2 separate regions of the Capsicum annuum genome follow, and region 1 is linked to region 2. Evidence: chromatin contacts called from public Hi-C data. All regions are on one chromosome and are shown on one strand. The core of a region is the stretch at or near the end of the contact, and the rest is flanking DNA. Distances in the headings are between cores, read along the strand shown.

Region 1 (5,022 bases), core at 530-3,029, 78 kb before region 2:
TTCAAATTTGGAGCATTTACAGTGAATAGTGTTTCAAACATCTCCTCATTTAACCTAGAATAAAGAAAAGAATTACAATCAGAAAACGTTTTTTTGATCTCGATTAGGAAATATGTATCAATGTACTAAAATCTATTGACAACAAGGATATACTCAATGTTAAGCTATTAAAACGTTTAGAAGATCAAACAAGTTCATTTTAGTACTAATATCTCTAAATAAAAAGATATACTGGCAAAGCGGGCTGAGCTAGAGTGTCAGCTGCGGGTTCGACTGAACCTAGTAACGTTGATTCAAATCTTGTATTTGTCTTAAAATCCATTAATCTCGTATAGATTATTAACGTATAACCCATAAACTTGAATACATTAGATTTCAGAACTCATAAGTCGATCCTGGCTTCGCCATTATATAAATACTTAGAATGATAAACATAAATCTTACTGAAAAGAGCTAGATTTCAGTTGATCCCAAACCATTGCTCTATCTGAGCTGGCCCTAACTTTATCCCAATGAAGAGGCTTCAGCTTTGGCTTCATACATTCTTCATTCCTCCTTTCAACACCTTCTGAATATTCACAAATGTCATGAGCACTCTCTAATGAAACGGGCATTGATGGCTCACCTACTTGAGGTGGCAGTGGTGGCGGCGGTGGCTGTCTTATATACCTCCCAGGATTTACGAATTTACTCATAGTAGACTCGGGATTCTGCGGAAGGGAACTTGTTTGAGAAGCAGGGGAATTATGAGTACTACCAGAAGATAGTGAAGATGATGACATTGACCTCTGTTCCATTGGCCGAAGAATAAACCTCGGTCGTGCTGGAAAATTTACCATACTCAATTCTCTAGAAGGACTATTGGATAATGAATCATTTGACGAATTGGAATTCAGATAATGATATTGCAAACTTCTTTGTATGAAATTGGGACTTCGTCTACCCCCAGAGGAGGATCCTCCGGGGGAGAAGAATTCATCATCTTCATTTTCAAATGGTCCAATTTTAAGATGTTGCTTGAAATATTGACGTCGTGGTAATGGAGGAAGCGGGTGGAGTTCTGGTGATCCAATTCTTTGGTAGTTTAGTTGGAAACAGTCATTTGTGGCTGTAGAAGATTGAGCAACATCCGTATTTACTTCTCTACAACTCATAAACGTAGACGTTCTCTTGACAATTTCAATGTGAGAAGGGGTTGTATTAGGCGAGACAAGACGAAGTGTATCAGTTCTCTCGTGATCATCATCATAACTTTTGTCTTTGTGGAGGGGATGGTGATGATGAAGGAAGAAGAAAAGAACTAGGGCAGTGACGAATGCAGCAGAGAGGATAGAAACAGATACGAGGACGACAATGAATTTGCTGGTGATTGATTTATTAGAGGAATGCGAGGAGCGTGGAAGAATGAGGGAGGAAATGTTAGCAGGGAAAGTGGCGAAATCATTCGAAGGTGGTGGAGAAGGAGGAGGAGGAGAAGGAAAAAATATGAAAAATGGATGAAAAGGAGGAGAAGGAAATGGAGGTTTAGTTTTATTAACGGGTGGGATTGAAGTTGGAGGAAGCGGTTGATGGAGAATCCGACGATGGTGGTGAATATGAGTGGCAGAGGAGAGAAGGAAGAAGGTTAAGATTAGACAAAGACTAAACAATGAAGAGTGCATTGTCAGTTGTGATTTGTTAATGGAAAATTTTCATTGAAATGTCTCTTAAACTATCACACAGAATGGAGATGGAATGACTCTTCATAACAGTGGGACTCACTATTAATTACATAGGCAGACACAAGGGAATGTAACTATAAGTGCCATGCTCTTTTATGAAATGGCAATTGTAGTAAGTAAGGTAGTTGGGGTGTGTTATTGGATGATGTTGCTTGTAGGGAAGCTTTGTTAAGAGTTGAAGTTGAGAGGTTTTCGATTTGAGCCTAAGAATGGAGAAATTCTTGGTAAGGAAATTTTTCTTTATGATGCATCCTAGCTGGGAACTTGAATCAGTTGGTCAAGTGGATTTCACATACTGGATGTTTCACAGAGGCGGATGCAGTGTGTTCGTTGTGGGTTCGTCCAAACCCAATAACTGTGGCTCAGGCCATGTATATATGCTTAAAAATTAGCTAAAGAAGTATAAACATAGATTTCGAACCCACTAAATCAAATGAGTTGCGGCAGAATTCCAAATTCGAACCTACTCACAATCCAGGGTTCTTATGTGCAAGCGTACATTTCTATGTAGAGAGACAACTACTTCAAGTCGAGTCTTTGTCATATGAGAGTCCGCAGCACTGTTCTTGCTTGCTCATCAACTGGAATTTTCTGTATATTTGATTACTTTTCAACATGCACACAAGGAGTGAGATAAACGATGTTAAAGAACAGGACATGAATGAGAAGAGAATGTTGTTGCACACAATTTGGAAGAAAAGATCGGATAATATTGACAAGAATAACACTATTACCTCTAGTCCAATATAATCGAATTATTGGAGTGTAACACTGTAACACCCTAAAGAAATATATTTAAAGACATTAATCAACGAATAATTTGTTAATATTTTCCTTTTGATTCTTTCCAAACTCTTCTTAAAAGTAAAGATAGTCAATATTCATAATTTAAAAGTAGTTGAAAACTCCAATAAAAGAAGGACAATTTCTGGGAAAAAAAAAAATTCATACATTCTTAAATTTTGAAAAATCTATAGTCCAGGCATTTCCCCCTCTTTCATCAACATTAAAAGTGCTTTGTCCCGCCTATCAGAACCGCTTCCATCATTCATCTTAGACCATGAGAAAAGTGTTAATAATTCATTTATATTGGATTAGCGAGAGTGTCAACAACGAGAAAAACTCCACCAATGGAAGCAACTTTAGTATTGAGTTTGCTCCCCTTAAAAAATGAAGAAAATGTAATCAAGATGCTTTGCAAGTCAATAAGGTTGTCGATACGACTTACGAGTAATGTTAGCAACAACTATTCGAGGAATTGGATTAATCAATGATGGAGAAAGATGGGAAAGAGAGAATGATGAACGTACAATAAAGATTAATAGAACAAAGGCCTCATTTGGTCATTTTAAGAGTGAAACAGTTTGAATTTAAATACATATATATATCTATCTGAATACGTATTTGAATATTAAGGATGTGTTAAGATCTTAATACTAAATAATTAAAGCGGTTTGGCTTTCAATATCTTAATGTACATAAATAAAAATTAATAAATGTTACATAAATAAAATATTTTGAAAAAATTATATATATAAATAAAATATTTTGAAAAAATTATATGATGATTGACTGATGATGGTGGTTGTGGATGGCATTGCCTAATGTTGGTGTTATGGGTAGTAATTAGTGGTGAGGGTGGTTGCCACCAATAATTGCTGGCAACTGATAGTTATGGTGGATGATAGTAATAGCTAATGAATGTTGTGTTTGCAAAGACTTCGCTTAAATGAACCCTTGCGATCGCGAGCCTCAATTGGGTTACCAACAAGTGTTTTTGGTTCAAACTTGTTTTGAATCCTCAAACCTTTTAGGTCTCAACCCAAACCATACCTATTAAGTTACAATCGCAATATCGACATACGTATGTGTGCTCAAAACAAAACTTGAAACATAAATAATCAAAACTAGGAGTGGCAAAATTAGTCCAAATCCAAATGACCCGTCCAACTCGCCTAAGGTTTTATGAGTTTGGGAAAGACTGATTTTGATAAGGGAAAAGGACAAAAATAATACCTAAAACTAAAATAATACCATAAAAATAACATTCACAATTAAATACCCACAAAATAGCCACTATCAGTATAAGCCGTGTACCATTTTCACAATCACCGCTTTATAAAATCCCCCTTCTTCTTCAACCCACTCCATTTTCTTCACTCTCTCAAATGGTCTAACCTATAAAATACACTCTCAAACTACTAAACCCAAAACATGGAGAACCTACACTTCTTACCCTGAATTCGGTGACTCTTCTCCCCGTTTCCGTGAAATTGATTTCGATAGCATGGGAAGATCCCAATCAAATCCCTAATTATAAGATCAAATTTATGTGTAGTTATGGTGACAAGATTCATCCTAGACCACATAATAATCAGCTTGCTTATATTGAAGATTCTGTCTTTCACCACTTTTTTGCTTGCTTTTTCATTCGATGAACCTGATTTTTTCATCATTTTTGACAAAAACCTCAAAATTAAACAGAGGATTTCGAAGCAAAATAAGAATTTTTAGGTAGGTTATCCGGTAGAAAAGTGTAACAAAAGAAAGATTTGTTGATATCAAATTATAGAGTAAAAATATACTTACCATTTCTATTTTTTAAAAATTATTATTTGTCTTAGTCCCCCCCCCCCCCCCCCCCCCCTTTTTTTTTTAAAGTGTATTAATGTAATATAAAAGTGTATCAATGTGGTATAAAGTGTATCAATCTAGTATAAAAGAATACCAATTGGATATATGGACACTGCATATGCATAAATTCCCCTTATATCTTGTTTTAAAAGTGTATCAATGTGGTATAAAAGAGTATCAATTGAATATAGGACCCCCTCTTTCTTTTTTAAAAAGTGTATCAATATAGTATAAAAGTGTATCAATATGATATAAAAGTGTATCAACTGGGAATAGAAGCTGCATGTGGCCGACTGGGCAAATGGCTAAAAGAGGGAAATAAATTTAGCCAACTGACTAAAGTTGTCCACCTTTTCAAATTTTGGGCCTTTTTTTTTTTAAAGTGTAAACAACATATATCCCCTACCTATTGAAACTAATTACATAAAATCCCTTCTAGTTTTCTCTCTCTCGAATTTTAGAAATATACTCATACATTCGGCTGCCCATCATACATAGCTCGAATGTATAATAAAACAGTTAATCCTATATTTTAGGTAAGATGATAAAATATAATCTCCTACATTCATGGAAAGAGTAATAAGATAAAATCTTTCATTCCCTTAAATAAAGCCATTAATTACCTATAATTATGTTTTGTATGATTAAATAAAATAACAGAAATTTA
Region 2 (4,367 bases), core at 1,682-4,181:
AGAAAATTCTAGCTAAGTATTCAGATTTAGTATTATTTTGGCCTTCGTAAGTTGGTAACGCTATTTTACGACCTCTATGACCTTAAAATGTCAATCTTTAGGTTGATTCATGATCAGGAATGTCAGTAGGTGTTCCCGAACGAGTTTTGGATTTTTCAGACCTCGTTTGAACCACGTTTAGGAATCCAAAATAGTGTATCGGCGCGACGCGTCGATCAATTTTTTCCTTGGCTTCCAATGACAATTTTCAGTGAACCGACGTGGACTCGACATGGCGCGTTGGTCATCGCATCAATGCCAACGACACAACACGTTGTCTTGCGCATCAATAGTTTAACTTTCAATCTTTTAAACCCGCGTTTAGAGGGGTAAATAGGTCTTTTCCCACCTTATATCATCCCTTAAAACATATCATTAAACCATCTAAGTGGCAAAATATACCCATTCACTCTAGAATTTATCAAGAACAAACCCTAGTTCATCACATTCAAGATCCAAAACTCAAGGTTTCCACTATTATTCTTCTAGAATTCACCAACTAAGGTATGTGAAGTGTTCATCCAAGGGTTCTTTCCACCCTTGGAGTCCAAGAAACTCTTTTAAACTTCAAGTAGTTGGAATTTATGACTTTCTTGATTGGAATTAAGGTGTATTCATGATTATTATTTGAATTAGATTTCTATTTCATGATTTATTATACGTTTCATGTGGAATTGATTATTATGTGTGTAGATTCGTATGAATCCATGTTAAACCCCTTGAAATTGTGAAATTGAAAGTGAATCATGATGCCCTCTTATTATGTGCATATATTATGCTCACCAAGTGCTTGATGAATTGTTCATGTGAACTAATAAGGGAAAGAAATCATGTCATGCTAGCTTATGTGCAAGTTATACCATGCAAGTGTTTGATAAAATGTCTCTCTAGATACATTATGAACAAGTGTGCATTTTATGCTATGCAAGATCATGTGATGCTTTACTTTTCATGCTATTGAGTCCTGGAGGTATTTAATACCTGACAATTTAGCTGTTTACCTTGAGCCAGTGTCAGATACTGAATAATCTATGTTATGTCACGATCAGTAGTACTCTCAGTCAATTACATGACTCAGGAAAACTCAGTAGACTCTGTATCAGTTCAGTCCAGTCCAGTATTCAATTCAGACCTCAGTAAATTAAGTCAGTTAATAGAATTCATTAGTATTTCGTCAGTCAACGAAACTCAGTTAACTCAGTTCAGTTAGACAGTATAATTAGTAACAGTCCATTTAAGTCTAGTATGAACTAGGAAATCAGTTTAGTGTCTATTCAGATGGGAGTAGGATTCAGCACAGAGTTAACCCAGGGATAGGAGCATTCCTGCCAGCAGAGGGTTTGACCCTTGTAGCAATCCCTGCATTACAGAACTACGTAGCCATTGTAGGTTGAGATATCTTCCTGCCAGATTTATGAGGGTTGATACATCTCATTCGAGTTTTCCTGCCAGCGAGGGTTGATGAAAGAGCTTCCTGTTAGAGAGGGTTAACTCACAGCTTGTCTTTACCCGTGGCACGGTATTGACACCCTTCCAACTGGGGTTACAGGTTGGACCCCAATCAATGTAGAAAGGGGCATGTCGGTTAGATAATTACCTCCTACAGTCTCAGTTTTAGATTCAGTCTCAGAATAGAACTCAATTCAGTTCTACAGATTCAAGACTGTTAGACACAGTCACTCAGCTCAGTACGAAACTCAGTATAGTTCTATAGAATCAGGACTATCAGATACAGTCATTTAGTTATCAGTAATTCAGTATCAGTATACTTAGATATCAGTTAATTAGTATTCAGACTCAGTATTCAATTTTATCACGATCTCAATTACAGTTACGTATTCATACATGTACTCTCATCCAGTTATACTCATGTCATTCAGTCAGTATTATTCATGCATATGAACCCATGTATTTCAGCCTACCAGTACATTCATAGTACTAACACATACTTTTCTCTTGCTCTATGATGTTTTATGTCATAGGTTTAGTCGCACGAGCTCCCGAGCACCCTTAGCAGTTCAGATCTTCAGTAGTCAGAGTTAGTGGTGAGTCCTCATAGTTCGAGGACATAATTATAATTTTACCATTTCAGTTTATTTCAATAGTCGGTGTTAGTAGGGGACTTGTCCCATCAACTCCACATTTCAGACAGTTTAGAAGCTTTTCAGACTAGAGTATTTTCAGACAGATGTTTCAGATTTGGTATTGCTATACCATATTCAGTTTTATTTCAGTATTGAACCTTATGGCAAGTTTTTGCCTAATTTCTGCATATTCACAGTATTATTATTCAGCTATTGCAGCAGGTATCAGTCATGGGTTAGCTTGTGGTTCTTTGGGATTATGAGCACCATGTAGCGTCTGAGGTACCCATGTAGCGTCTGAGGTACAGACTCAGGCCGTTACAATATAATCATTTGAAGATTAACAAAGTGATAGTCATCCGCAATGAATTAAACCTGGTTGTTCCCTACTATGTCAATTTGCAAATGTGCATCATATATCATATGAAGCGAAAAGCAATAACAAACTTTAGGACTGACTGATAAGTTACGTCCCAAGAGTCTAAGTGAACTTATTTTCCACAAGCCCAGACAAACAAGTAGATTGACACAGACAGAAGCGCAAATGCTTGACCAAAACAACAAATAAATGATTATATAAATTCAGATCAGTATATAATTTAAACCATTCCTTAATGATAACTAACATATAACAAATCCACACTTGAAATATAATTTGGTTGAATTTTACGTGGTACTTCAACAAAGATATTTAATATTCAGAAGTATAAATTCTTAATGGCTACTCATCAGAAGTAGAAAAAAAATTCAAGCCATTAAAAGGAAAGCAAGAGAGTCCTTTACAGCCTTCTCACCTTCCCAACCCCCAAACGCGCCCAAATGAAAACGTTTTATCAAACTTTTCATTCCTATATAAAATGAAGTTCATTTCTGCAATTCCCCTAATTTTACTGCAATCTGATCACACTTCTGTTTCCCAACTATACCAGACTGCAAGAACCCCACTGTATTTTTTGAATTCCCCATTTTCAGGTCTCTTAAGCATCTCTTCTTAATTTCAACAGTCAAGTCGACTTTAGCTCTTACTAATAAACATCCAATTAATATCATGTTATCAAACACTCCAAGCTTAGAAACTCTTACACCCCACATTTACCCCTCCCCACAAACTTTCCAACATCAACAACCCAGTGTGTCCTACAAAATAAGATCTTGGAAGGTAGAGATGTTGCTTCCAACAGACCCTCGCTCATGGATAATAACAAACAAATAGTAACAAAACATGAACTATCACAAATCTATACAACCAAACCAAGAAACCCCCTACATACACCCAAAAAATTAATCAAGAAAACACCAAAAACAAACCAAATTCAAGAATCACCAAGTGGGTATCAAATCATTTCACTAATTAAACATCAAATAAAGAGAGATTACACAATGGACATCGGTGAAGTACGAAGAGAGGATAACTAGGAAAGTGATAGCAGACCAAAAAAAAGCACCAAGAGCAATAGCATGAGCTCTATTATAACGAGGAGAATGACACATAGCCAACAAGTAACAAATGCATTGAACCAATGATCTTAAGTGAACCAATACCGGTAGCATCAGTATGTAAATCCTTGCCAATTTCTTTATAAACACCAAGTAACAATGTCTCATCACCTTTCTCTATTATACAAACAACATTCACCAATACTTCAACTGCAATTTCTCGCATCAATTGAAGCTCCATCTCCTTTGTAGGTGGCTCAGACTTTAGCTTTTTAACAAACTGTCGAGAATGAAACAAATATGTTTAAGAGTGGGAAAAAGAGTTTCATATGAAATAAGTTTATGTATGAGTATTATATATTACTGAAAACGATAAGTAACCTATTCATTCATAAAACATTCAAGGGAATTTACATATCTCTCAGTGAATGTAGCTCACAATTCACGTAATTCTGACAATTACATATTGTAACTAAATAACATTCTACATAAATTTCAAGAAAAAAATATTAACGTGTTGAAAGATACTCTAAACATATAGCTATAGTTCTATTAATTATATGATCTTTATATTAGCACATTTGATTGAAAACTTATTATTCAATTTCTTTACAGTATCATTTTAACAACATTTTATTGGTTTGCAGCTTGGTTTTGAAAAAAAATGTACCTATCATGTTACTAAGAAATTTGGATGCTTCCAATGGCTTATGTAATGGCACAAGAATGATATGTAGAGGTTTTGATAAGAATGTCATACATGCAGGAATAATGATTGGGCAAAATGCTTTCAAACATGTGTTTATC

The links. Hi-C and Micro-C count contacts between places; a contact is called where the count stands out from the background.
Region 1: a contact with region 2 is called in a Hi-C map of leaf, with 1.8 times the contacts expected there. The contact joins the promoter of LOC107847344 here to the enhancer-like site in region 2. A contact is called at or near these places in 2 of 5 Hi-C or Micro-C datasets (leaf and placenta).

What each region holds. Positions count from the first base shown.
Region 1 is chr1:224,288,512-224,293,533 of UCD10Xv1.1, reverse strand. It overlaps LOC107847344 (formin-like protein 2), which reads right to left and starts at 1,779. Exons shown (of 4, transcript XM_016691537.2): 1 at 445-1,779; 2 at 1-54. The coding sequence starts at 1,661.
Region 2 is chr1:224,212,150-224,216,516 of UCD10Xv1.1, reverse strand. It overlaps the pseudogene LOC107861272 and LOC107847555. Among protein-coding and RNA genes, the nearest start is that of LOC107847344, 77 kb to the left of the region's middle. Within about 2 kb of position 2,931, at least 2 of the 5 cell types and tissues checked have an H3K27ac peak or open chromatin away from gene starts, as enhancers often do. A contact at or near this core is called in leaf, where this site is marked.